Linked DNA regions of Mus musculus: all the other regions are linked to region 2. The links are chromatin contacts, called in public promoter capture Hi-C maps. All regions are on one chromosome and are shown on one strand. Each heading gives the region's core, a stretch centred on a gene start, on an enhancer-like site or on the middle of the called end of the contact. The rest is flanking DNA. Distances are from core to core; before and after follow the strand shown.

Region 1 (3,973 bases), core at 1,042-3,541, 1.7 Mb before region 2:
CTGGCCACTATTTGTTATGTGTCTTTATGGGCTGGCAGCAGCATGAGTGGAAACAGAACCACCACCCTGGAAACTAAGAGCCGAAGACTGGTAGATCCAGCTCTGATATCAGCCCACGCTTCCCCTGAGCAAGACACATCATTGTTTTGTACCTCAACTGCTTTGTCTCAAAAGTTTACAAGTCCAAAATTCCTTCCAACCCTTAATCACTATCGAGCTTGACTGAACAACTCTTTTTTTGTACATCGATTCCCAAAAGTCAATCTAGGACCATGGTAGAAGGGAAAACAAACAAAACCTGGACCCTGCACCACAGCAGAGACATGGCCTGGGTGTGGCAAACACTTGGTTAATAGGACCACAGGGATAGACACACTTTCATCAGTCCAGATCTGAGGATACCCGCCACCCATCAGGGCATGCCGTCACTGAGTATAAGCCTCCTCCCATGTGACAGACCCTCTTGGGCATTTTGAGGTCAATTCTAAAGATTCAAAGGAATGTGAATCGTAGCAAATCTGACCAAAAGCTCCCCCCAGTCTGGGCCTCCTGGTTGGCAGCTCATGCCGGCCCACCTGCAATGAGTGTTATCCTTTGTCTCTGTCACTTGGTGACTTCTGGCACTAGGAGAGGAGAGGCTCACGTGACCTGAGATTCAGATGAAGCCCATGGAGGTTTGGGTATTAAGCACATGGCTCAGCCTGCACACAAGTGAAGTGGATGGAGGAAGTGATTCCCTGTTACACAAACAACATAGGAAGGAAAGAGAAGTATTAAGATGGAGACTTCTCACTGTAGCAGATACAATAAGCAGAACAAAGGAAAGTATTTGTTTTCTCGTGGCTTTATTAATCATGGATCTTAGGCAAAATAAAGGCCCAAGGGATGATGGGAACTCGTGTGAATCAAAATCAGGTACCTTCTTCACACCGGCCTTTCCGACACGATGACTTGGCTGCAAGTGACAGGAAGAAGCGGGCATGCGGAACCTCATTCCTGAGAGCGTTTGTGCATCAGTTAGGAACAACAGGGCCTTTTTATGTTGCTATTAGCAGCTGCCAGCAAGAATGCAGCGTTTTAAGGAATGATTACCTTTGGTCCTCAAACCAACTGCAGTCCACGTGTTCGCTTCTCAGCGCCCTAGAGGCGTTTTCTCACTCTGCTCTGTTCCTGCGTGTCTTTCAGCTAACTAGCGTGCTTGTTCTAAAAGCTGGGTTGTGCTTTCTCTAAAGCCTCTGTGTAGTCTCCCCTGCCTGGCATGCTCTCTGCCCGATCTTGAGAGCAGCTGATGCAGATCTCAGCCTTCAGGATGCCCCTCAGAGAGGCCCTACCTAACCACCCAACACAAAGAAAGCATCTGCGTCATGGGACCCAACTTAAAGTCTCGGCTTAGCACTGCGCGCCATGTGATTTATTTCCTGTTTCTTTCTTTTTTATTTTGGGTCTTCCTTAGAAGACAGAATCTAAAATGAGCATTTACAGTGATGTGAGCGTATAAAAATATAAGTTTCATAGGAACTCCATAGGAGTCTGTCTTGTTCACCACATAGTTCCAGGGCCTAGAACAGCACCTTAGACATACGGCAAGTGCTTTAGACATTGGTTGGAGTTGGACGGAGAGTTGGGTGGAGAGAAGAATCCATTTGGCAAATGCCTGCCAGGTACCTGTGGTGGACCGAGACTGCAGTAAGGCCTTCCTCAAAGGCAGAGCTTGGTAGGGTAAGAAAACCGCTTCTTCCCAAGATGATTCTGAGGACAACCTCCATGGGGATTTAGGAATGGTCATGTGAGGAAAATCACAACAGATGCACAGACTATGAAAGCACTCTGAAAGCAGGAGATCTGGGGTAGCTGGTGTGAGGGATAGAGGGCCATAAAAAAGAGGCCAACTTCTAAGTCTCTGGATATTGGATTGTGGCTTATATGTACAGAGAACCATCCAAAACACTTCCAAGTGATACTGTTTTTATTCCTTACTATAATGATCTTGGTAGCAGTAAAGGCAACTAGTTAGGAAACAGCACAAAGCATTTAGGAGGCTGTCATCTAATCCAGATTGGGAGGGGGAAAAAAAAGCAAAATATTAATGGCAATGGTGACAGGAGAAAAGATCTGGGTCTGGAGCTAAACAGGAGGCCCCTGGCTCCCGTGAACGAGTGGAGGCTGGCCTAGCAGCCGGCTATGTGCGAGCACAAAGTTTGTTTATCTGCTTACTAAGCGAGTCTGTGCAGAGTCCCTCTGGCGAGGGTATGCAGACCTACAGAGCCGTTGACTTCTCTGCTAAGGACACACATGCGGTTTCAGCTCACAGCCGTTTCTGGAGGCACACACTGGTCCATCACCACAGAAGCGTGACTATTGATCTAAATATAGACACGCTTGTAACCTCAGAGAGACAAAAGACCAGAAGTCAGCTTCCAGTTAGTTCAAGGAAATCTTAAGGTGATAAAACTGATAAATCAATGGATGTTATACTTCTCCTGTCAATTTGACCTAACGATTAAGCTAGGATTACCTCACCTTCTCTTGACCTTAGTGTATAAAGTCGCTCTTAGACCTGTGTACAGCCTCAGCGCAATGCAAGGTGCAAGGCATTCCCAACAGTCCCCACGAGACACCTCACACCCGCTAACTAAGTTCAGAGCAAGCAGAGCATGCTGGCTGTGCAGACACCGCAGGAATCCTTGAATCCCTCCCTTGTCCTCTGGTCTCCATCTGCAGCTACCATCTACCATGCAAGGTCATCCAATTTGGGCAGCACAGGTTCTGGGACCTGCCACCTCGGGTTTGAACACTGGTGTTGCCACTTATGAGTTATGTGATTTGGTCATTAGTCTTAAGGTGCAGTTTCTGCCCTCATTTAAAAAAAAAATGAAGAAGGGGGTCTGGGGAGATGGCTCAGTGGTTAAGAGCACTATGTGTCCTCTGAAAGAACCAGGGTACAATTCCCAGCACCCACATGGCAGCTCACAACTGTCTGTAACTCCAGCTTTAGAGGATGCAACACCCTCACACAGACGCAGATAAAATAAGAACTGTTTTAAATGAGGACTATTGGGAGATGGAGAGACTCAGTGGTTGAGGGCTCTTGCTGCCTTTGCAGAAGATCTGAGTTCAGTTCCCAGTACTCATGTCACATAGCTCACAACTGCCTGTAACTTCAGCCCCAGGAGGTCCAGCACCCTATTCTAGGCACCACAAAATATGTGGCATACTCTCACACAGATACATACACATAATTCCTTTTCAAAGAATAGTGTTAACTGGCCTATCTTATGAGGGTAACTGTGATTATTAAAGATATTAATATTTGGGCTGGAGAGATGGCTCAGTGGTTAAGAGCACTGACTGCTCTTCCAGAGGTCCTGAGTTCAATTCCCAGCAACCACATGGTGGCTCACAACCATCTGTAATGAGATCTGACACCCTCTTCTGGAGTGTCTGAAGACAGCTACAGTGTACTTATATATAATAAATAAATCTTTAAAAAATATTAATATTCAAAAAGTAGATAAAACCCACCCAGCACGTGGCACTCAATAAACATAAGCTAAATGTGCTACCACCATGGTGCCCAATGGTCTTAGGAGGCCCCTGGTGGGTCCTGCCACAGGCAAAAGCTCTAGGAGTTCATCAGGAAGTAAAAGCCAATGCCCTTCTTCCTTCTTCCTTACTATGCCAAGGGGGTAACGAGCAGCTTAGATCCCGAGTGTTCTGAATTACCAGAGACCCCAACCTCTCACCTGCTGCCCCCCCCCACTCCTTCTCCATGATACCCACTTCCAGAAGACCAGAGAAAGACAGACGTCCATATCCCCACCCCCAGGCTAGAAGACAGGCACTGGTGACACACACCACGACATCCTCCCTTTCCTAAAGCTTAACCTGTGTCAGGTGGGTTTAGCCTGGCCCCAGCTCCCTCAGGATGCACTTGGCCCATCACAGTCTTCCATCATCCTCAGTAGACTTCAGA
Region 2 (4,121 bases), core at 225-2,724:
CTATATCCTAAACTAGCCCTGAACTCTATGCATCCCAGGCTGGCCTCCAACTGGTGGGTAATCAGCCTCCTGAATGCCAGGAGCACAGACTTTTACCACCATGCCTGGGAAGAATAATTTCAATAAAGAAAGGATGTTAAAAAACAAAACAAAAACTTAACAAAATCAAGATCAGTGAACAACAGTTAATAGCTTCTGCAGTGTACTAACTTACCATGCAAAAAAGGCCATCTTCAGGTGTCAATTCTTTCCGCCCTAGAGTTTCATTAGCTAAGGGCAATCTTGAGGCTACTTGGCAGGTGACACATTCCTGAGAAACTCTTTCCTTGTGCATTTATATGCCAAGCTCAATTATGCTGCCAGCAGAGTAAGCAGAAAGGATTGTACATATTTTAAACTAAGAAGTTGATTGGCCGCAGCTTCCAGCCTTGATGGAAGGGATAATGGGCAAAGCTTTGAGTACGATCCCCAAACACCGAAATCACTCTCAAAGAAAAGGATCTTCTAACACTGCCAAAATTCCCATTAGAGTATCCTATTTTTAGTCTTTGCAATCGGCCTTTTAAATTGCATTCTACGGTACAATGTGCTTAACTAAGTTTACACAGAGAATAAGGAAGCTTCCTAAGGCTTTAATCCTTTTAAACATGGGAAGGAATTTTAAGCTTTCAAATATTAAAATTTTTCAGCCTGAAATTTCAGTCTTGCAAACATGCATATTAAAAAGAAAAGGTAAATCTTGGCCCACAGGGAGGGAAAGAAGGGAGGCACTCGGCGGTTCCTGACAACCAAAGAGGTAGCTGTGGAGGGGAAAGAAGGTATATGGGGGCAAATAAAAGCTACCCGCAGGGAAGCTGGCACAGGCGACGGGCCACCGAACAGAGACACCGACGCGGAGTAGAAGCTGCCGGGTCCCCGGGGAGGGGAGCGCGCGCGGAGAAATTGGCGCGACGCGCGACAACCGCGTACCCGCAGAAAAGCGGGGAAAACAGGAGATCCGAGAGGGGGCGGATGCGAGAGGGACCCGCTGCAACTCCGGGGAGGACAGCGCCCGGGGAGGAGCCAGCGACTCCCCACAGCTCGGCGGTCGCCGCCAGCCGGCTGATCCCCTGCAGCCGGGCTGCTGGTCTTACCTGGGCATCCGAGGCAATGCAAGGGCTACCGCCGGGCGCCGGGTCTGTTTCCAGCCCCGCGCGCTGACATGGCGGCCGACGAGCTGTCACACCGCCGGCTCGGGTCTCCCGCGGCACTGGAGGATCGGACACCTCTAGCCTTCCCGCCCCGCCTCCCTCTGCGCAACCCTCCCGGCTGGCGGCCGGACCGAGGAGCATAGAGTGCGAGACCGCGGCTAGAGAGGAAGTGCGGAGGGCGGGCGACCATAGAGTTCCAGCACGGACACACCCGGAGAGTCCACGCACAGGAGCCTGGGGGCGGAGCCTAGGCGGAAGCGGAAGCGAGTGAGCAAAGGACTGAGGCTAGGTCGTTCGCATGCGCCATTCGTAATGTTTACTTCCGCCCGGCCTAGTGTGGTGGTGAAATGTGTGCACGTGTGATGGGGTGCTCTGCGTTCTTCGCAGAGGCTACCTTAACTGGTGTTTGAGGTGGACTTTAGAGGAGGATGAGGGGACCGGCGATGCGGCTTCCCCCGCGGATCGCGCTGTCAGCGTTGGCCCGCGGCCCATCTTGCATTCTAGGGTCCGGAGCGGCGACGCGGAAGGACTGGCAAACGAGGAACCGCCGCGGCTTCTCTGACTTCAATATAGAGCCGTTGCCTGATTCTGATTTGGAGGAGTCGTCCCCGTGGACATCCAGGAATCGATCGGAGCCTACGCGTCACATAGCATGTAAGAAAGCGGCCAGGAACCTGGTACGGGACCTGCTGGAGCACCAAAACCCATCCCGTCAAATTATACTAGAGTGCAATCCAGGTGAGTTGAACAGAAGCTTTGCCCTTAGCGTTTACGTGCCCAATATCCTAAATTAGTGTTTGTTTATTGTGTATGCGCGCGTGTTTAGGTCAGAAGACGACTTAGCGAGAGTCAGTTCTCGCCCTACACTTGTGATCTCAATGATTGAAACGAAGTGTTCAGGCTTTACGCCAACCGCCATTGCCCTCTGAGCGTTCTCATTGACCCTGAATTGTATTTTTTTCTTTCTTAAGCATCACTTCTTACTGACAGTCATTTCGTTTAGACTTGACAGTAATTTTTATGGCTAAACATTCAAATAGTCCGTGAGTAAGAGGTAGTCGCAATCTTACATACTATCTTATATACTTGTTTTTCTTCTAGGAAATAGTGACATTTGTTAGGACAGTAAGTGTTGCTGTCACTGACAGACAGAAGGCTGTACAGCTTACCTGTTGAGATGTTGTGGGTTCAAGGTAACTGCCTAATCATAGTTTTCTATATGCAAAAAGAATGTTATCTGGAAACATTGTGTCGTTGAAGCTTGTGTAAAGTCGACTTTGAAAGTGACTGTGGCCGGATGCAATGGCACACACCTTTAATCCCAGCAAGAGGCAGACTGATCTGTGAGTTGGAGGCCATCGAGGTCTACAGAGTGAATTCCAGGACAGCCAGAGCTACACAGTGAGATCCTGTCTTAAAAATAGAGGAAGAGAAAGACACACACACACACACACAGAGAGAGAGAGAGAGAGAGAGACAGACAGACAGACAGACAGACAGATAGAAATGGAGAGACAGAATCAGACAGTATGTTGTTTATTTTGCAAATAAAGTTTTTCTGTTAATATACCAGGTCCTGGAATCCTGACTGGGGCATTACTTAAAGCTGGTGCCAGAGTGGTTGCCTTTGAAAGTGAAAAGACTTTTATTCCACATTTGGAGGTATATTTTTATGTTCCTAAAGTAATATATCTATAAAGACTAGGACCTGTTGAGTGTTCCATGCTTGTTGAGTTTCTGAAAGCTTGGGAGTTCTGAAATCTCTTTTCTAGTTCCTACTGGGGCCCCGAAAATGATAACCTCAAAGCATGACTCATTAATAATAAGTGAGTATTTTGGAATAAAGGACAGTTGGAAGCCCTCAGGTGTAGCTTCAGGAAGAAAGTGTTTCTGCCCTCCTGTTCTTCAAATCAAGCCCTAGAGAGCAGAACTCCTATTCTCAGGATAGACACAGAAGCTAGGACCACCTCACTGCAAAAGAAATGATAGGCCTGAGAATTACTGTAAGCTTTCTGTGTGAGAACTGCCTTTGGCCTACCTTGATTCATAGAGGATCGGGAGTTCTTTTGTCAGAAGCGTTCACCCTCTGCCCAAGAGGAACGAATGACAAACGTAGAGAGCCTAAGAATCTGAACGGAGCGGCCCTGGGTCTGCTTCCACCTTTGGTTGGTTCAGGTCACACCCCTTTTATTCCAGCTCATCCCCACAGAGCTGCCCATTCTCCATTGACTCTCAGCGTGAAGTTGGACACTTTCTCTAGATCTACATAGGAACACTTGTTACATAGGCTCCCATTAATTTGTGGTTACACTTTTCAGTTGTTAATCTACCTTTTGTTAAATGAGTGTAGTTTATTCCCTTAAGATCAGGAGGAACTATGTCCCATCTTACCTTCCTATACAGTCTAGCTGAATGATATATAATTGGTCACTAAGCTCATGTCCCCATCTTCAGTACTGTGCTGTGGCTCTGCCCTGTGTGAACTTAACTTTCAAGAGTAAGTGCTAAGGTTAGGTTAATGGTGGTACACTGTTCTCTCTGAGTTTACTTAGGACTTCAAGTGAAACCAAAAAGGGTTGAGATGGATAAGCACAGTTGCAGAATGCTGCTGTTGTTGTTTTTTTTCCCAAATGATTGTTTCAGTGTTTCTGAGTCTTTAACTGACAGTTAACCATTAGAGAAGAAATTAATTCAGGAAACATCTATATCAGGTTCCTGAAAGCAAGAAGAAAGAATGGCCTGAATTTAAAGGTGCTGCGAGACAACGAAAATCTTGTGGAAATAGCTACAATATCTAAAGATCAAACTGTTTAAAAATGAAACTTTGGAAGGTTGAGTTGTTTTTGGCCGTTAGTGGGGTTATGCTCATGGTAGAACAGCTAGTTGGCCTAGCACAAACAAGGCCCATGGTTAAACCTGGGTGGTGAGAGA
Region 3 (3,631 bases), core at 464-2,963, 1.6 Mb before region 2:
ACCCTAAGGAACCATGAGCTCCTGATCTTTACCCATCACACAAAAATAAGCATGCCTGCCCTGCACCTTGCTCTGACCAGTGACTGCAAATATCTGTCCCCTTTCCCCTGTAGATTTCTTCACTATTCTAATTCCACACACTCCTATAGTTTACATGAAATCTACTCTGACCATTTCCCACCTACTCTCTGTAACGCAATTACTCCAACAATCCTACAACACTGTAAAATCTGAATTCTCACCAAAATGTGCCCTGACTGTGTAACCACTGTTCAACATTCCAGCTAACATGTACATATATACATGATCTGTTATACACCAAGACTGTTTTAATGATCAAATTTTCCAAACTACAAAAATAATAAAAAATTGTTGTTGCATTTCTGTCAAACAGCTCTGGTCCCTTATATCATAAGCTAAACAATGGTCATTGGAACTTAGGTAAGAGATCTTGCCCTTTTATTCAGTTCCTCAAAGCTAATAAAACACAGGGCTCTTTGCATGAGAAATCATCAAAGTAAGAACTGCTGCTAGATAATTTCAATTGGGCAGCCACTGGGTGTTTGACACAAATTCTCACTGTGTATATTTAGGAAATACATATCTACAATCCTAAAGAAAATCGAAGCAGGTAAGATACAGTACTGGGCAAGGTTCATAGTTCCAAAGTTTGTTTCTTCCTATTAAGACAAACTGTCAGTTCATCATAAAAGCGGGAAATATATTCTGTGCAGCCATTCCAGGGCTGCACAAACAAAAAGTTCAATTCGATCAGAAAAGAGGACGTGATTTCATAGGGAAAGGGGCAACAGCCACAGGTCCTGGAGCACTTTACTAGTCATATCTAATTACTTAAAAGTGGTCTGTGCATTACACTACTGCATTACAGCAGCGTGCTGTAACAAAGACTATCATCCCCCAAGGACTGAGAGTACTGAAGTCACATCACACAACTACTACAGTGCTAGGCTGAAGAACACCATGTACTGGTCTGGAAAATACTGTTTGAAACCTGTAACAGAAACAACTATAGAAAATACTGAATGTTAACACGGATTTTATATATATATATATAAAGTTTAGAAACTGGGGATTAAGCCACAGGTATAGTTACTGAGTTTACAGATAGTCCACTGCGGAAGGCAACCAGAAACACTTTGTGGATGCTTCTTTCAAAAACCCTAAAGAACTGCACGTGAAGGAAGCACACCGCCAGTTCTTGGAATGAGTCATCTCCTGGGTGTGGGGAGTCTCCAGAAGGGCAGACACCCACAAGGACAAAGGGGCAAGGGTGCTGCCGGGGACTAGAGAAGGCGGCAAAGCCTCAGGCCGGCCGGCTATGCCCCTGAACGGCTTCGCTCTCTCGGGGACCCCCGGCGGCCCAGGCAGGCGAAGAGGAGGCAGGGGGAGCTGGCTCAGGCCCGCCCGAGGCGCAGCGAGGCTCCTCCGCTCGCGACCCGGGCCCGCGCCGCCGCCCCCTCACCCCAACCTGCCAGCGCCCGCCGGGCCCACCCTCTGCCCATTGCCCCGGCGGTAGCCCTGGGAACGAGCGGCGGCCGCGGCCCGCTTCAACCAAGGATACGAAGTAGACGGAGAGGAAGATGAGCGCGCAACAGTCGAGGAGCGAGAAGAGGAACACCACCGCCTCCATCCTCCGCCGCCGCTCCGCCCGTCAAACCAGCTTCGGGCCGCGCCGCTGGGATAGGCGGCATGCCGGGAGTTGTGGTCCAAAAACGCCACCTCCGCGACGCGATGCATGATGGGAAATGAAGTTCACTAGTGCCCAGGGAGCATAGCAGGTGGACCTCACCCTCATTTAGTATCCACTGCATGAAGTTACTCACCCTGTATGAAATTTTCTGTCTCTCTTTTACTTTGTATCCATCCTTCCTTGCCTATCATATGAAATTTTCTGTCTCTCTTTCACTTTGTATCCATCCTTCCTTGCCTATCATTGTTGGTTTCTGTGGAATGCGCTTTGTATGCGAGTGGTATGATCTTGCTCTGTAAGCCCAGCCTGGCCTCTAACTTGGGTCTCTTTGCATTGGGATTATTGGCATAGGTCTCCACACATGGCTGCTTTAACGCCTGTTCTCTACCCTCCTGCATTCTATAACTTTTCATCTCAAATACAAAGCCACTGAGTTCTGCTCTTCAGTTCCTGACCTGTTTCCCCAGCACTTACCCAGTTGCTTGCCAATTCTTGATAACAGCAAGCTTTCTCACCTCTGAATTTGAAGAATTTTACAGAATCCAGTTATCAACCTTTTTTTAAAGAGGGAGGCAAATAATTTTTACTACACCCTTACTATAGACCAAGAGCTACTGTACACTTCAAGTGCAGAGATGAACAGAGCAAACAACTGCTCTGGTGGTTAAAAGGGCAATAAAGTAGCAACTAAATATTCAAAACAGAACTTGGGTGGGTTCTGTTGCCTTTGGAAGCCAATTCCAGCAGCCATTCACTCGCTCATCCATTTATTTAACTTTCATTTTAAATTTAAATTTAAAGCAGGTAGTGTATGTGAGGCACTGTTCTAGGTCTTAAGAGACACAATGAACAGAGAGGGGAGGCACCCACAAGCCTGCACCTTGCATAGTAAGTGTAGGGGAGATAGAATAAACCACAGAAATTAAAAGCAGTCCCAAGTACCCTGAAGGGCAGGAAGAAACCCCTGAAGAGCAGCAGAGACCAGGCTGAGGGTTTCACACAGGGTTGGACGATTTACAAGGAGCAGAGAGGCCCAAGACAGTAGGCACTTGCTGTGCTTAAAAAGAAAAAAGAAAAAAAAACAGGATGGGGTAGGGGGTGTGCTGGAGGGATGGCTCCCTGGATTCCATTCCCAGAATCTGGATGGCAGCTCACAACTGTCTGTAATTCCATCTCCACGGATCCAGCACCCTTTTTACCACCACACTGGGCCTGTCCTACATCCCTTAGATGGTCTTTTATCCTGAGAAAATGTAATAGCTCACACCACAATTAACCACAATTATTTTGTTTGTTTGTTTAAATTTTTTAATGTATGGGTGCTCTACCTGCATATATGTCTGCATGCCAGAAGAGGGCATCAGATACCAATATAGATGATTGTGAGCCACCATGTGGTTGCTTGGAATTGAACTCAGGACCTTTGAAAGAGATGTCAGTACTCTTAACCACTGAGCCATCTCTACAGCACACACACACACACACACCCCACCCACCCCCACCCCCGCTAACCACAATTATTAAATTACCATTTCCCATTATGATGAATTTTGTCTTAATTCTACCTAAAACTCAAAAGCATTGTTGCAATGTCAAATACCGGGAAATGTAGCATCAGGCTTTTCCACCTGCACACAAGCTCCCCAAGATAATGACTTAATGCTTCGGGTTATTCTCTAGCTCATAACTTAATTACCCAGCTTTTTTATTCTAAGTCCCGCTACATAATTGGTTACCTATCTTCAGTGTTATGCAACTATCTCCTTCAGCATTTGGGTATATCTCCCTTGTCTAACTATTTCCCAGAATTCCATTTCCCTTTGCCGGATGTCCCATCTTCTAATCCTGCCTCAGTTCATTGGCCATAGGCTTTTTTACTGACAGGTGATGTTTCTGGACAGTACGAAAAGATTTCCTCTA
Region 4 (3,878 bases), core at 795-3,294, 1.4 Mb after region 2:
ACCTTCAATCCCTGCAGAGGGGCAGAGGGGCAGAGGGGCAGAGGGGCAGAGGGGCAGAGGGGCAGAGGGGCAGAGGGTCTCTGAGAGTTTGAGGCCAGCCTGTTCTACAAAGATAGTTCCAAGATAGCCAGAACTACACAAACTCTGCCTCAAAACAACAACTAAACAACAACAGGGGGCAAAATTAATTAAGAAAAGATTCCCATGGAACACAAAAAGTTTAAATCCAGAGAATAATTTATTAACCAGTAGAGTAGGCTGTTAGTCATACAATACGCATGCTCTTCTCGAATCTCCTGCTCCAGTTATCCAACTTTTCCCTTCATGATTAACTTTTCCTAGTCTGTTACTCTACCTCTCATCTCCAGACTTACACTGGAACCTACTAGAAGAGAAACCTCGCTTCTAGTTACCAGCAGACCATGCCCTGTCAACGTTAACTTCTAGATATAGCATGAGGAATCCTTTTCTATCAATAGCTCCCTGTTCATTTAAAAATTTATAAACAATACAAAGAAGAAAGAGCTTAGAGCTGTAATTAAGAGCCAAGACTTCTTACTGTTGAATTTCTTCTAAGTACTTTTAAGCCAACAGAAATAATGCTGGAGAAATTTCATGTGTCAATGCATAGCCAAGAAATTTCAGGCTTTTCAGGGGAAGGCTATCCTTTACAAAACAAAAATTAAGTAACCAAAGGAGAGTGAACACACCCAAACGTAGCCTCCCTGCGGCGATCATTCTCTACCAGGTGCTTCTTCTAGGGGTATTATTGCACTTGGAACCTGAGGGGATCCAGCCTTTGAACCCTAGCCTGAATGTTTTCAGTTCTTCAAAGTTAGATGACATAATAAACAAGGCTGTCTTTCCCTCTCTAGCGGTCACGTCATCCACCTGTTGCATCACCTGGAAAGTGGCCTTCGGATTCTAGGATCACCTCTGTGATCGCTAAATAATTCAATGGCGCTATTTTCTACATAAATTTTCGCTTCTTTCATTTTTATGAGGATGCCTTGGAGGTGAGGGTGTATTGGCTCCGGTTCACCTCTGGGGAGACGCTAGCATCCGCATCGAAGCTGTGACTTTCTAGACTTGAAGGGCTTGAGAGTTGTCGGAAGCCTCGAGCATTTGGAGACAGACAAGGGCCAGCAGGAGCAGGGCAGAGGGGAGCTGAGCAGCTTAGAGGCCAGGTGGCAGTTGGGAGGGAGGTCGCCCTGCGACCGAAGCTTCGCGGATAGGACACGGCTCATCCGCCCAGGGGTCGGGCCCACAGCCAGGGGAGCTGAGGGCTGGGACGAGGCTCGAGCCCAAGCCCTCTTTCGGACTGACTGGGACACCTCCAGGAGGCGCGCGGGCCAGTCTCGGGATTAGAAGACAGCGCGACTGTCCCCTCCCCCCACCCCTGAGAACTAAGCTGGAGGCGGAGGCGCGAGGCAGGAAGCACCGGGCCGGGGTCCCGACCCCTGACAGGGCCGGCCAGCGCGGGCCGCCAGGGGACGCACTCACCATGTCGTAGACGTTGAGCACCACTAACTGGTTAGCCCCCATCCTTCTCCCCACGGCCGCCGCCTCGTCCTCCAGCCGCTCGGTCTCCGCGGGGCGGAGGCCGCTGCCACCCCCGCGGGCGCCTCAGGCAGGGCTCGAGCCGGGCACTAAGCGTCCAGCCCGGCCCACCGCAGCCGGGGCGGAAGCATCCGGCAGCCGGGACCGCTCCCGGGAGACGCTGTCAGAAACCTGTACGAGGACCCGGCCAGACAGGTGGAGAGGCAGCTCCAGCTCAGGCGCCTCCCCTCGGCCGCAGACACGTGGGGGAAGGCGGGGCCTGGGCGAGGGGCGGGCTTTAGGCACCCTGGAGGCGGGGCCGGCCAGGATCCAGGGATGAGCCCGCCTGCGCGTTGAGGCTCTCAGGCTCTGCAGCTGGAGACCTAAAATGGCGACAGGCCGGATGCCTCTTCACCCTGGTGGCTCGAGGTCGCAGAAAGACTACCGTTCCCAGAAAGCAGAGGGAGAACCCGCGATTCCTATTGGGCGTGTAAGCAGTCTGACTACATATCCCAGCATTCACCAGGATATTGTAGGCACTCACGTCTCCCTGGGAGACTACAGTTCCCAGAAAGTCCTGCGAAGAGTTTGTCAGGGGAACCTTCGCTGTTCGTCCTTGGCGAGCAGAGACTCCATTTGCCTTTTAGTTTTCAGTGCTGTTTCTGGTGTTTGTAGCGTGAGATGTGAATCCAACGCAATGTGAAGAAGTGATGACTAAGTTTTCCAAAGCCCTTCTGCTTTTTTTTTAATTTTTGAAAATATAGAAGTGAGGCAATAAAGGGAGGAAGGTTACCCTTGTAAAAGTAGGATGTAAGAAAGTCTCCTTTAACCCTCAAAACGGAATTCACATTTCGTGAATGACAGAAAGCTAGTCAAATATAAGAGAGCCAAGAATTCCAATTAGAGGAGACAAAAGTACATAGACATAAGACATGTTTTTTGTACTTAAGGAACAAAATAAAAGTTCTCTGTGGCTAGAATATAATGAGCAAAGAGGTGATCTGTGGACAGGCAGTTAACTGGTCAGAAGACATCCTGAGTTTTCAGTTAGCTGAGATTGAATATCTATTTTACATTTTAGATTTATCAATTGTGTGTGTGTTTGTGTGTCTCTGTGTGTGAAAGAGTGAAAGAGACTGAGAAAGACAGAAGACAGAGACAAAGACAGCAAGGGGTGCAGGTGACCAAAGAGGACAGAGGGCAGGGATGCTCTGCAACCGAAGTTATAGGCTGCTGTAAGTTGCTTGACCTGAGTGTTGGGAACCAAACTGAGATCCTCTGCAGAGCAACAAGTACTTTTAGTGGGCAAGCCATCTCTCCAAACTCTGAGGTTGGATTTTAAATGAAGAGTTGGTAGGGTTTGAGCCAAGGAACGACATGAATATGTACATAAGTCTCTTAAAAGATTGCTTGAGAGCTAGAGAGAAAGCTCAATGCTTAAGAGTACTGGCTGCTCTTCCAGAGGTCCTGAGTTCAATTTCCAGCAAACACATGGTGGCTTACAACCATCTATATTTGGGATCAGATGCCCTCCTCTGATATGTCTGAAGACAGATATGATGTACTCAGATAAATAAATAACTTTAAAAAATTAAAAATTGCTTGAGTTTCTGTGTGAAATTTTAATGAGGCAAGGGAAATAGAAACATGACCATTAACGTGGTAAATTGTAAAAGTGGCTTCTCAAATTATATATGACCTTTGATGCCTCTCTCTACTGTCTTTAGCAAGCTTTGGCTTGATTTGGTCAATGGGTTATTAACAGATATAATGCAAGAGATTTAAAAGGCACTTTGGATTTGTGGCTTGGTTTCTTCCTCATCTTGGGAGTCTAGTGACCAGCCTTATATTAAAAAGTGTGGACATTAAATTTGTTGGGGGAGTTAGGGGTAGTCTCAAAAATAGGTCCTGGATGTTTGACAAATTTGGGTAGATAGTATGTTATTCATAATATATCAAACATTTGAGGGAGAAGCAGGTTAGAAAGGGAAATGAAATTACTGTTAGGTCATGTTATATTTTCAGTGCCTTTTAGAGTCTCATGAGATGTTGAGTAGGCATTTGCATAAATGAAATGGAGTCACAACCATTAATCTGACTAAAATAAACATTTCAGTAGAACTTAAAGCCTAGAGACTTGTTGGGCAGTCTTTCTGTTGCTGTGATAACACCTGCTCTGACAGAAAGCAGCTTAGGGCAGAACAGGTTTAGGGGTCACAGTCTATCACAGAAGGAAGTCAGGACAGGGCAGGAACTTAAAGCAAGCACCTTGGAGGAGCAGTGCCTGCTGGCTCAATCACTGGTTTATGCTTGGCTAGCTTTTTTAAGAAACTCAAGAC
Region 5 (4,033 bases), core at 995-3,494, 1.4 Mb before region 2:
CCTGACAGCTCCAAGTCTTAGTGAGTCAGGCCTCTGGCCTGCTTCTCATTTCCTGCTAGGCTGTCCACTTTGTCCTGTCCCTGCAGCACCAACATTTACACACTGTCCTGATGCCACCAGTGTCACATAAGTGACAGGGGAGCCACCTTCCAGTTTAGGGTTTCAGAACAGAAACCCGCTACACTCTGATGTTACTCTGAGACCTGCCCATGCCTCTTATCCCATGCGCCCATTTTCTGGTCTTGCCCACTGAGTTTCTTGCTACCTGGCTTTGCATCTAAACTCCTAGAACAAGCTCTCCGCCACCTCCCCGGGTTCGTCTGCGCCACCCTGTTCCTTTCTCTTCACCCAGCAGGATGGCTCGTCTCTTGTCCAATGGAACCCAGGTCCTGCCAAGGTCAGGAGGGCCTCTCTCCCTCAGAAGCACAGTGGCTCTGGGCTTGAGGTGGCATACCAAGCCAAGGTTTCCTATGAACATCCAGAGGGCTGCTGCAGCACCCAAAGATCCCCTAAAGCTAGAACTGGGGGAAATGGGCCACCCTAGAGCAAAGAAAGAAGGCTTGGAAAAGAAAAGGAAAAATATCCTCATAAATGCTCACAGAGGGAGTGCTGTCCCAAGGAAGGGGGGTACGGGTAGTGCTGGGTGGGTAGGAAAGGTGACTCACCAATGTTGCTCTTTCAGAGGCCTGGAGGAACAGAGAAGCCTTGACCCCAGGAGGGTAACTGTGGCTGCCTTCCCCTAGTGGCCAAGCCACACTCCTAAGTCATTTTTCTCTTGCCAAACAGGTTTCCCAAGAGAATCTACAAAGTTTGGTAAGAACTAAGGAAGGGAGAGTGTTGTGGTACCCACCCATTTACCCCAACATTCAGGAGGCAGAGGCAGGTGGATCTCTGTGAGTTCTAGGCCATCCGTGGCTACATAGTAAGACCCTGCCTCAAAAGCAAAACAGAAGGCCTAAGGGCCTCCTCAACCAGGTAGCCTATTCTGCCTCATGCAGACATAAGGGCTGCTTCTCTGCCTCAATATCCCCTGTGGGCTAGAATCAGGGAAATCAAATACCGCAGAGCAAACAAGAAAGGCTTGACAAGTGAGAGGGATCAGAAGCCACAGTCCGAGACCCTCTCCTCCAGTCGGAGCAACCTGTGCCCACCCAGCAGCAGCAGAGTCAGAGGCTGCTACAGAAACATTCTCTAGGCTTTCAATGAGCCAGTCCGTTCTTGCCTTCCCAAAGGAACACGCTCTGAGAGGGCAGATGGGAGCACACCCACCAAGGGGCAGCCAAGCCAGAGAGAGAAGGCTCTGGGTGTGTGTAGGGAAGAAATCAAACAAGTCCCTAAGGGATGGAAATGCTGCTCAAAGCCAAGTGCACGCCTAGAATGTGCAAGGCAAAAGGCTGTATTCCAACCGCATCACTACGAGGAGCGAGGGGGCCTTAAAAACAGCAATTAGACACTGTGGTCTCAGGATCCCTGCCTAGGTACACACTTAGCAATAGCCACCATCCCACATCCAGTGAATATTCGTACACGCAAACGCTCAGCACTCCACCATATCATTGGCACCCCAAACTCTCAACAGGGCAGGCTCTGGGACCCAGCCAAAGCTTCAGGAGAGAAAATATGTTCCCAGGCCTTTTGCAAAAGTCCCTACAAGCTGTTGGCTCCTGTTTGGGACAGAAAGACAGCAACTCCACCTCACCCGAGGTGTCAGGTAGCCAGGCTTATCAGGTCTGGGTAAGTTGTTGTCGGATGTGGTTTCTTTGCCGTCTCAGCTCTTCCCTCCCCCTCCCGCCCTTTCCCAAGTCCCCAGTTTTCCTCCACCCGGTGCTACCCGGGCAGGAGGGAGTGGTCACCCGGACAGTACGAAGCCCGCCCAAGCCGGGTCTAGCCTCGTAAGGAATTAAAGAAAAGAGGGCTCCGACGCTGCCCTTCGGGTTAGGCGGGGAGATCCGACTCCACAAACAAACTCCAAAGCCCGCCGAGGAGGTGGAGGGAAGGATCCGCCACGCAGCCAAGAGCTGTCAGGAAGTCCCAGCGGCGCGGGGCTTGATTGGCACTCTCCAGCCACCTACCCCGCTACTGTCACCAGACAGTCCCCGGGGAAAGCGACCCGAGGCGCCCCGCCCCGCGAGGACCCGGGCCGGCGCGTCCTGGGAGGGGCTGGCCGCAACCTCCCCATCTCTGCTCCCCTTCCCACTTTACCTGCGGCGGCGGCGCGGCGCGCGCGCCCGGGGGAGTGGTCAGTCCGTACCTGGCGAGGCGGGGTGGCGTCCGCACCACTTAAAAGTTACAAAGTGAAACTCCGGCTCCTCTTGCACATGCGCAGAACTGTGTCCACGCGTTACCTAATTTGGACTCTTCGCTCGCGCCGGCCCCAGCAGGACCTCGAGCTCTGTGCGCCGGGCAGTGAACCCCAATGTGGTTCTCTAACGCTGGTCCACGCGTGGCCGTCCTCACGGAGGTCTAGGGGCGGGACCAGACCAGCTAACGCCCACAAGGCTGGGAGAGGACGTCTCCGAACTGCCTTTCCTTTGTGCCCTAGCACATCCCCACTGAGAGGGCACTGGGCCGTGCCTAGGATAGTTGCGGCGTTGGAGAGCATCTGCAAATGTTCGTGATTGAATGTCCCCAGGAAATTCTAAGCTGGCCCAGTTGGATTTCAGGGCGGGGGAACACCAGGGCGCAGTGGACCTACCCTGTTCCCAGTCCCGCCGCATAAGAGAGCCGGGACCTTGAAAGTTACAAAGCTCTGTCCTGCCCCAAATAAAGAACAACATTTCCAGCGTTCCCTAGGACCACGCGTTACTGCTCTGCCCCGGGTCACCAGCGTTGCCAACTGGGACCAAACACGCTGAGCGTCTGGTGTGTTCTGGCTGCGACTTGGAGGTTTCCAGATAACAGCGGCCTCTGGACCTGCTCTGCGCCCTCTCCCAGGACAGGACCGACGCTGGATCTTTAGGGAAATGGAGTAAGGATCCTGGAGGGGCCACTGCCTCAAACCACCCACTTGCAGGTCTCGGTTTACACAAGGAAAGGAGTGGGACCAAAGCTTGCTGCTGAGTTCTTGCCACACTGACACCGCCATGCCCGGCAAATCCTCATTCCCTAAGGCACAGTTTTGCTGCTTCTCTGACCTCACTTCCATGTTTTAGCTTTCATCTTCTACTGTAAAGATAAAAATACTCTCGCAGCCTCCCTGGTCCTGATTCTAGCCCAGCCTGCAACTATCTGAAACAGGGTGTCTCTTTCCTCTTTGGTTCTCTGTCCCTTCCCACTCCCATCCTCCAACCCCTTAAGACCTAGCTAACAGTTAATTTCCCAGAGCCATCCTCTGTCCTTGTCTTTTCTTTGTTAGGGACCCCACAACTGGCTTCTCTAGGTCCCTGGTTGTAGGCCCCCAGTCATTTATGCACTTGGCTCCTCAGATTGGCTCTGCCTGATCTTCTCCAGGCTCCCATCCCACACATCCTCATTTCTGCCTTTGTTGATCACGCTGACACCTGCCTGGCCTGTGGCCTGGGATCTAGCCCCAGTCATTAGGATAATGGCCCAGCTACCAAAGAAAAGGTTAGGGCCCTTGGTAAGGGAAGGAAAGGCTTCCCATGTCTGGTCTTCTGCAGGTTACAGTTGTCTCAAGGTCCAGAGAAGGCTGGGATGGATCAGAGTGTTTGAGTTGACAAGACCTGGGCTAGAGATGTAGCTCAAGTTGGCAGAGTGTTTGGGTAGTGTGCACGATACCTAGTGACACACAAGCCAGTCATGGTGATACAGGTCTGTACTCACCGCACTCCGGATGTGGATGGATGTGGACACAGGATGAGAAGTTCAAGGTTCAAGCTCAGGATAAAGGCGCTTACCACGAAAGCCTAACCAGCTGCGTCTCTGAGTCTCACCCACAGAACCCACTGTTGAAAGAGAGAACCAGCTCCTTAAAGTTTCCATTTGACTTCCAAAGCACTTGCTGGCTGGCACTCACACACACACACACACACACACTCACAGAAACACACACTCACATACACTCACACTCACA
Region 6 (3,825 bases), core at 921-3,420, 1.3 Mb before region 2:
TCAAATGTGTAGATTATACATTTCCCAAATGTGTAGATTATAAATGTTCCAATACACTGTATTCACCCACACCTTTGCAGGATCAGCCTACCAGCCTAAGCACCAGAGACAACGTGCAGTCCACTAAGGTCAAATGTACTGACCCTCTGCCGTGAGGAGCTGCAAACAGAGAAACCATGGCAAATGTCTCCAGTTCCTAACAAGAAAACCAAGCATCGCTACAAGAAAAGAGGTTAAGAGAAACTTAAATGACCAACGTCAGGCTTGAACCGTTGAACACACCAGGCTCCTCTTCCCTTGGAAATACACATTTTGGATGCAGAATATTCTACTCAGGAACCCCTAATTGGAAGTTGTACACACACCTGGGCCTTCATGACAAAGGGCAGCAGAAAGTTGCTGTCTTACTGACACCTTCAGCAGCCGAATTCTTCTCATCTCCAGTTTTTAAAACCAACTTTTCCCCCAGCAAATAAGAAAGGAGTAGATTGTCAAGGTCCTTACAGCATTTTACTACTGCAGTATGTCCTTGGGAGTCTCCTATTAACTTGTAGTCACCTTTACTGATGTCTGTTAAGGCTAATGATCAACAGGGCAGAGGTCTTCCTCTCTCAGCGAGAGATAAAACTTCTTCATGGATCAGAACCGTTTTGCTTTAAAAAGTATAGCTTGAACTTGAACTATCTTGATTTTTCCTATTTCATCAAACTGTCCTTAGTAAGCTGCTTGCACTCACATTTACTGTTGTTAAGTAACAGACAGACTCAAATGCTCTCTGATAACTGCTTCTGCTTACCTGTTCTCCAAACTCAATTCTATTGGGGGTTTTTTCTGGATGTCTGGACTCCCATAGTCCATGTACAGTGCCTCTGTTAAATCTAAGGACGAGGTGATAGGAGGCTGTTTTGCTTTCAAGCAGGGTTTCACATAGTCCAGGCTGCCCCAAAACCACTATAGAGACGTGGCTAAGAACCCCCAAACCTCTCAAGTGCTGAGATTAGAGGCATACACCACCAGGCCCAGCCTTATTTCTGTGTCCTTTCAAAAAAGTGTATTTCCAACACTCCTCATTGTTAAGATTCTATTGTTTATGGATCAATTTTAAGTTTAAAAATAAAACTTGAAAATTATTCTTCAAATACATTGAAAAGTCACCTGTTTTGGAAAGTATCTGAATTCGAATGGCTAAAAAAAGGTTCTGTTTTTCTTACTAGACCGCAGAATAGAGAAGAAAACAAAGGCTAGATGTGGTGGGACACACCAATAATCCCAGCCCTCCAGTATGTTCAGAACATCCTGGGCTACAAGGAAAGACTTTCTTGTCCTTGTTTTTTAAAGGACAAAGAAATTAGAAAATCACATATTCTTCTTGGAACTCATCCAAGTCTCTTTAGGAACAGATTTGGTATTTTAACATTTGTTATGTTTCTACATAACAAGCAGAGAAAACAGACTACAACGAAGGCGCAGTCATACAGAAAAACTGTTCTATACCAAACGCCCAGATTAAAATTAGACTCAGGGAACCCAGTAAACTCTTTAGATGATTGAAGAGGTTTGAGATTTCCTAGTCAGTATAAGCCTGCTTCTTTGGGAATTAAAGCTTAAAACTTTAGAAGCACTTAACCAGGGTTTTATATCCACATGGCAGAGTCTAAAGAGGCCCAAGAATATCTGTGAGTGATTGGCTCTGTCAGGATGACTCCATATCCTTCTCTAACCGTTCTTTGGCCTGGATGGGTGTCCTGAGGGTCGGTAAGAAAGCATATTCCTATCTATAATGTGAATGTAAGAAGAGAACCTTAAAGGTATCATTTGGGGGGATAAAAGAAACAGAACGAGAGTTTGTAGTCGAGGTTGGACAAAGCGCAGTAAATGGACGGAGATTCTCTTACGACGTGGGGACAAAACAACGACTGCCATAGACTAGCAGAGGAATGTCCCCATATTAGTCAGAAACACCCAACGACGAACCCAGCCTGGCTTGGTGATCTCTTTCCCCCATTTCCCGGGAACCGCCATCCTCACCTGTTCCTGGCAGTGTCGGTAGATCACATCGCGCACGGAGCACCCAACCGAGGCACACGGCAGCGCCTTCCACACGGTACCGGGGCCGCGAACCCACGCCACCACCGCAGCCTCCGCCATTTCGTCTGGTGACGGAACCTCTGGACTGCGACAGGCACTAGGCGACACAGCCATCCGGTCGCATCTCGATGACGGAAGGCCTCGTCTTCCAGCGCCCCGCCTCCCGGGTTTCCACCACTCACCCCCGCCTTTCCGGAAGGCGGTCACGTGGCCCGGCGTCACGCGAGCTGGCGTGGGGGAGGGGGACAGGAAAGGCCTGCCTGAGGCCGATAAGACCGCGGAGCGCTGGAGCTAGGCGTTGCTAGGGGCGGTTGCTAGGGCGGGGCTCAAGGGACTGGCTATAAAGGGCGAGCTCTGGGCGCGGTTGCTGCGCTTGGGCTACAGCGCTTTGGCTGGGGGTGATAAGCTGCCCGTGGCTCCGCCCAGCGCCGCAGGCCAGCGCGCCACTCCGGTTTGTGCAGCTATTTTTGGGATTGGGAGGGCTGTGTCCCAGGCAGCCACTGCTTCCCGGTGCTGCGGGGAGAAAAACGGCTTCCTCTACCCGCGAGGCCTCCCAGTCCTAGAGAACGGCCCCCAGTGGTCCCCAAACCGCAGCCCCGGCCTGCGTAGTTCCCTAGAGGTTTATGTTCATTTCCTGAACCCCCCTTCACGTTCCTTCCATCACGTTCGGCTCGTTCCTATTTTTGCATGTTTGCGCTCTGCGCTGTCCCCGCTTCAGCTGTGTTTTCAAAATATTTCACAGCAAATGGGCCCTTGTGAACGGCAGGGGCGGGAGTGACGTTTATAGCCATACTGCTTCCAAAAACCCCCGCTGTAACGTTCTTTCTGTGCCCTGGGAACACTCGCGCAGATTTTACAGAGAACAACTTTAAGGTTCGGGTGCTGAGGGAGGCCCTTAATATTTAATATGCTGAGATGATGTTGTCTCTGAAATACTAAACAATTTAAAAGCTGCTAGCATGAAGCTGGGAGGATTATCGGGAGGATAACTCAGTCTCCTGAACACAGATGCCCTGGCCCGCAGAGCCATATTCTCGGCTGTTAAGATGCAGGCCGATGGAACTAATCGCTGAGGAGAAAGCACAAAATCTTGAAATCCTTTAACTGTGAAAATGAACAAAAATAGGACTTGCAGTTCTGTGGAGTTATAGATCTGTTGGTGCACACAGGCGGGAAAGCGGGCCTCCATGAAGATTCCAGGAGATGAAGAATAATTACACAAAGCATGTTGTGCATAGAAGCAGTATTTTATGAGTGTTGTAGTAGTAACCCAGAGGCCTACAGGCGTCTCATCCGATACGTAAGCAGGACAAACTGGGAAGCATGTGACCTTCCAGACAAACTGGGAAGCATGTGACCTTCCATCTTTTCCCATTCTGTCCGTTAGCATGTGGTCCTAACTGCTAATTTATTTTTTTCACCTTTTGGGAATCAAATGACCATTTCAAGAGCCTGGCAGCTTCTTCTTCTGCAAGGAACCAGATCATGGTCAGTTTAGGGTTATGTAACATTTCTTTGTCAGAATAATGCTTTGTAAGCTGGAAAGTCCCAGAAGGATTCCCTTCTAACAAGAAAAGTCCACGTCATTTATTACAACTATCTACTACTGCTCTCCAAAAACCTAATGTCTGAATGAATTCACTCTTTACCCCTCGGTTATATTTAAATCTCTGTTATGAAGAAGACCCAAGCAACCAGCAAGCATTTGTCATTTAAAATACAAAATAACCATTATTA
Region 7 (3,931 bases), core at 1,067-3,566, 1.4 Mb before region 2:
GAGATATTCTCTGAACACAGGAACCAAGCATCCGCGCACCCACACACCACAGGCGGCTTTCTCAGGTGACTGGGACCAATCCTGAAGGTCAGCTCCTTCCACCAGCCAGCCATGTCCAAGAGATGTGCCGGCTGCCCTCTCTTCCGCCAGCCCCTCCTGCTGCCCAGGATGCATGCAAGCCAGTGGGCAAGTGAGAACCACTCACATAGGCAGGCCCGCTGCCGCTGAGCCCGGTGATAGCATCAATGAGGTCTTCCTCCACCTCTGTGCAGAAGCCCACACTGCTCATCAGCTGCTCCAAAAGCTTGCCGTCTTCCACCAGAGCATGGGTGCCCGTGGCATACACGGTGGCCCCCTCTCGGACCACCACGGGCGTGTTGGTCATGCAGCGGATCACTTTGGGGGCCGGCTGGAAAGCCATCAGCTTCTAGAGGAGGAGAGCAAGCCAACTGAGTGTCCAGGACATAGCTCCCTCGGATCTGAGCCACTCCCAGGCCACCCCTCCTCTCACACAATGGGCACCGGGGCAACAGCACCTTCTCCACAGAACTGATGGTGACCCCGGCTGCACAGGAGACCACGATGTGCCTCTCCTGCACGTCGGCTCCAATCTCATCCAGGATGAAGGGGATGATGTGGGGCTTCACAGCCAGGAACAGGACGTCGCTGTGCCGCACAGTGTCCTTATTGCTTCGGGTCAGATTCACACCCATCCTCTGCAGTAAGGAGTAGGGGACCCTGTCCGTAATGCTAGGTAATATGGCTGAGCCCGTGCCACCCATAGAATAGCAGACCCTCTCTGTCAACTGTAGCCAACACTCTGTTCTGTGCCTTCAGGGCTCCGTGACTATCCCCAAATGGCAGCTTTCCTTTCCTGCCACCGGACAAATAGGTACAAAATGGTAAGCTGCTCCACCATGGCCAGGAAAGTGGCTGTCCCCTCAACCCCAGCAATCTCGAACCTCTCTGCCAGGTGAGAGAGAACTGATGGAAAGAGCTGAGCACCCAGAGTCTGGAAGCAGAGCTGCAAAGCCCACTCCCAACCTCACAGCTGTTTACCGGAGTAACAAGTCTCCACGGGGCCCCCTCTAGGGCTCTGAGGTGCATAGCTGGGGTCCTACAGCGTTGGGGACATAAGCCTATACTAGGCACAAACAGTATCCACAGTGCTTCATCTGCTCACCTGTCCCACATTGGCCAGATGTTAGAAGACTTGGGACATTAAGCTTTATTGAATAAAGAAACTACGTAACTCACCAAGTCCCCTAGCAACGCTGTCATTTACAACATCGGTAAGCAGAATTTTCCAGACTTAGAAGCCAACACGGGCTATGCAGTGAAATTCAAAGCAGACTAACAAAAAGAACCTTTTTTTTTAAAGAATTATTTATTTATTATATGTAAGTACACTGTAGCTGTCTTCAGACACTCCAGAAAAGGGCATCAGATTTTGTTAAGGGATGGCTGTGAGCCACCATATGGTTGCTGGATTGAACTCAGGACCTTCGGAAGAACAGTCTGTGCTCTTACCCGCTGAGCCATCTCACCAGCCCAAAAAGAACCTTTCTTATATGCCTACTTTCACCCCAGTAGGATCCGACACTAACTTTGCCTGGGAGCTCCCACCACACAAGGCTGCCTCAGAGAAGGTGCAGGGCTTACAATGATGACTTCCCTAAAGGAGAGTCGGAGCCTGCCAGACTCAGGGCATCTCCGGACACGCTTTTCCTGGGCCTCTTCCTCTTGCCCACTTCCCTCCATCCCTCCTAGCCTACCCTGAGCGCAGACACCGTGGGCAGGTCCATATCCGGGGAGCTGGCTATTATCTTGTGAGCCGACAGGACGCCTACAGAAAACAAAGTTTTTCAACTGTAGATCATGGCCCAATCATGCAGTCCATCAATGGAAGCCAACAGCAGCTCTAGCAGTGCCGGCCTCCGACGCTATGCTCCCAGCAGATGGATGCAAATCTACCATCCATTCACATTCACTCATCGCCCACCCACCCACTCACTCACTCGTTCACTCTGGTGAGAGGGAAGGCTGACCACGCGCTCACCCGCGGCCGTGAAGCCCCGCGCCAGAGCACAGGCCAGCTGGCCTGCGCCGATGAAACCCACGCTCATGGCCGCAGGATCCCGGCGAGCGCCGATCCGGGGACTCTGGGGATCCCGGGGTCAGTGTCCGCGCGTGGAAAAAGATGGACCCGAATTGCTCGGAACAGCTTTCAAACCGGGATGCACCAGATGAACTGCTAGAGAGGCCCCAAGTATCCCAGAGCATCCACCGCCAAATACGCAGCCTCCGGTTGGCCACGTGTCCAAGGCAACCAATCCGAGGCTCGGGTCTGGGGCGGACCAATCGGCATCGCCGTCAGGCCGTGCGCCCGCCTCCTGATCGCGCAGCGGGTGGAACCTGTTAGCTCCGCTGGTGCGGGTCTGCTTGGCCCTGCCTGGGACACTGGTAATTCCTGGTTAGAAGAGTTGGTTTCTAACTCTGGTTCAGGAGTGAGATCTCCAAAACGCCTATTAGAGATGTACCCCTCATGGACACCAGGCTACAGCTAGCCAGCTTCGGCATGCTCCTTCCGAAGTAGAACTAGGTAGAAAAGACGAATTACTAGATCATGATTTGTTGATTTATTTAGTGATTTCCTTAAAGCACTGCTTGCACGGCCTGTTGGCCAAGCATGACTTCTCTTGCTACCCGGAACAGGGCGACCTGGAGAAACAGCTGAGACAGTGAGAAATGACTGCTTGTTTGTCCACCCCACCTTGTGGTTTTAGAGTATACAAAGAGACCCAGCATCGAAGCTTTTCAGGAGCTGTCCCGAATCACCAGTGACATCTCCTCTCTTCCATTAGAATTGTATTGTTTATTCCCAGAAAGATTTCTCGAAACATGTCCAGACGCACCAGAGGGCTCAGGAACAGCCACAAGTTGGGTTTGACTTTTGGAAAGTGTTTCACTATGTAGCCCAGGCTGTTCTTGAACTAGTGACCTTCCTGCCTCATCCTCTTGAGGGATGGGATTATAGGCGTGTAGTACATACATTTCTATAGTATACCAATCATAAGCAGTTTCCCAACGCCACCGAAACGTTATTTTACACAAGATTCTAACGTGTATTTATTCCATTAATGGACGAACCAAACAGTTAAAGTGGAACGATTTTTTTTTTCTGGCCAGAATCTCTTGCTTTGTTGCCCAGGCTAGACTTAAGTTCCTGAACTCAATGGACCTTCCTACCAGTCTTCCTAGAATTGGAAACTACATACATACTATCTGCTTTCTTGTATTCTGCTACAGTGAGGTAGATGAATAGCTACCTTCCCACCCAGCCATTTGGGACACACCCTCCAGGAGTGCCCCACCCTGACCCTACCGTCCAGCCCTTCCCTTCCGGACCTCCCAGCCAATAGGAAAACCAGTTCAGCCTCCTCCCTCCCCTCTCCCCGGGTTCTCCGCCCCCAGCATCATTTTTATCAGTGCCTCAGGGCCTTCACCCTTGTCTTATCCTTAAGTAACACGCCTGCCCCTTCTGAGAATTAGGAAGAACCAGACAATGGGACAGAGTACTGAGGTGTCCCAGGCTAGGCAGATGGCCAATCTGCAGCAGCCAACCCTCCCTTAGCTCCCTGTATTACACAGGAATCCATGTCTATTACCCAAAAATTAGGTTCAGTAGAAAGCTATGTCTTTCTTTTTCTTTCTTCTTTCTTCTTTCTTCCTTCCTTTCTTTCTTTTTTCCTTTCTTTCTCTTCTCTCTCTCTCTCTCTCTCTCTCTCTCTCTCTCTCTCTCTCTCTCTCTTTCTTTTTCAGTATTTCAGATGAAACCCCGGCCTTTTACATATCAGGCGTGGGCTCACCGTCTTCAGTCTCACCATCGAAGGAGAACCAATATGACAGTTTTTGGAGAATAGCTCTCTAT

What was found. Promoter capture Hi-C pulls out the DNA fragments that hold promoters and counts their contacts.
Region 1: a promoter capture Hi-C map of pre-B cells shows a contact between it and region 2, with 5 times the contacts expected there. The contact joins the enhancer-like site here to the promoter of Tfb2m in region 2. A contact is called at or near these places in 3 of 39 promoter capture datasets (liver and pre-B cells) and 2 of 115 datasets of contacts at active chromatin or transcription factors (regulatory T cell precursor and thymic regulatory T cells).
Region 3: a contact with region 2 is called in a promoter capture Hi-C map of liver, with 7 times the contacts expected there. The contact joins the promoter of Cnih4 here to the promoter of Tfb2m in region 2. A contact is called at or near these places in 6 of 39 promoter capture datasets (erythroid cells, fetal liver, hippocampal neurons and 2 more), 2 of 484 Hi-C or Micro-C datasets (B cells and pre-B cells), 1 of 115 datasets of contacts at active chromatin or transcription factors (thymic regulatory T cells) and 2 of 9 other capture datasets (adipose tissue and liver).
Region 4: a contact with region 2 is called in a promoter capture Hi-C map of liver, with 4 times the contacts expected there. The contact joins the promoter of Desi2 here to the promoter of Tfb2m in region 2. A contact is called at or near these places in 9 of 39 promoter capture datasets (the C10 cell line, the HPC-7 cell line, cranial neural crest and 5 more), 1 of 484 Hi-C or Micro-C datasets (pre-B cells), 1 of 115 datasets of contacts at active chromatin or transcription factors (astrocytes) and 1 of 9 other capture datasets (liver).
Region 5: a contact with region 2 is called in a promoter capture Hi-C map of pre-B cells, with 2.6 times the contacts expected there. The contact joins the promoter of Tmem63a here to the promoter of Tfb2m in region 2. A contact is called at or near these places in 3 of 39 promoter capture datasets (liver and pre-B cells) and 1 of 115 datasets of contacts at active chromatin or transcription factors (pancreatic cancer cells).
Region 6: a contact with region 2 is called in a promoter capture Hi-C map of pre-B cells, with 5 times the contacts expected there. The contact joins the promoter of Sde2 here to the promoter of Tfb2m in region 2. A contact is called at or near these places in 2 of 39 promoter capture datasets (liver and pre-B cells).
Region 7: a promoter capture Hi-C map of pre-B cells shows a contact between it and region 2, with 2.6 times the contacts expected there. The contact joins the promoter of Pycr2 here to the promoter of Tfb2m in region 2. A contact is called at or near these places in 1 of 39 promoter capture datasets (pre-B cells) and 1 of 484 Hi-C or Micro-C datasets (B cells).

Annotation. Positions count from the first base shown.
Region 1 is chr1:181,225,354-181,229,326 of GRCm38.p6, reverse strand. The region is part of intron 2 of Gm38664; the gene reads right to left. Among named protein-coding and RNA genes, the nearest start is that of Wdr26, 15 kb to the right of the region's middle. Within about 2 kb of position 2,291, at least 97 of the 459 cell types and tissues checked have an H3K27ac peak or open chromatin away from gene starts, as enhancers often do. A contact at or near this core is called in pre-B cells, regulatory T cell precursor and thymic regulatory T cells, where this site is marked.
Region 2 is chr1:179,543,629-179,547,749 of GRCm38.p6, reverse strand. It overlaps Tfb2m (transcription factor B2, mitochondrial), which reads left to right and starts at 1,474. Exons shown (of 8, transcript NM_008249.5): 1 at 1,474-1,928; 2 at 2,764-2,852. The coding sequence starts at 1,619. It overlaps Cnst (consortin, connexin sorting protein), which reads right to left and starts at 1,221. Exons shown (of 11, transcript NM_146105.3): 1 at 1,134-1,221.
Region 3 is chr1:181,149,013-181,152,643 of GRCm38.p6, reverse strand. It overlaps Cnih4 (cornichon family AMPA receptor auxiliary protein 4), which reads right to left and starts at 1,713. Exons shown (of 5, transcript NM_030131.3): 1 at 1,583-1,713. The coding sequence starts at 1,651.
Region 4 is chr1:178,185,583-178,189,460 of GRCm38.p6, reverse strand. It overlaps Desi2 (desumoylating isopeptidase 2), which reads right to left and starts at 2,044. Exons shown (of 5, transcript NM_024282.3): 1 at 1,504-2,044. The coding sequence starts at 1,545.
Region 5 is chr1:180,940,729-180,944,761 of GRCm38.p6, reverse strand. It overlaps Tmem63a (transmembrane protein 63a), which reads right to left and starts at 2,244. Exons shown (of 23, transcript NM_144794.2): 1 at 2,203-2,244.
Region 6 is chr1:180,849,496-180,853,320 of GRCm38.p6, reverse strand. Sde2 (SDE2 telomere maintenance homolog (S. pombe)) reads right to left here and starts at 2,170. Exons shown (of 7, transcript NM_145943.1): 1 at 2,029-2,170. The coding sequence starts at 2,148.
Region 7 is chr1:180,902,659-180,906,589 of GRCm38.p6, reverse strand. It overlaps Pycr2 (pyrroline-5-carboxylate reductase family, member 2), which reads right to left and starts at 2,316. Exons shown (of 7, transcript NM_133705.2): 1 at 2,060-2,316; 2 at 1,776-1,846; 3 at 537-716; 4 at 206-427. The coding sequence starts at 2,126.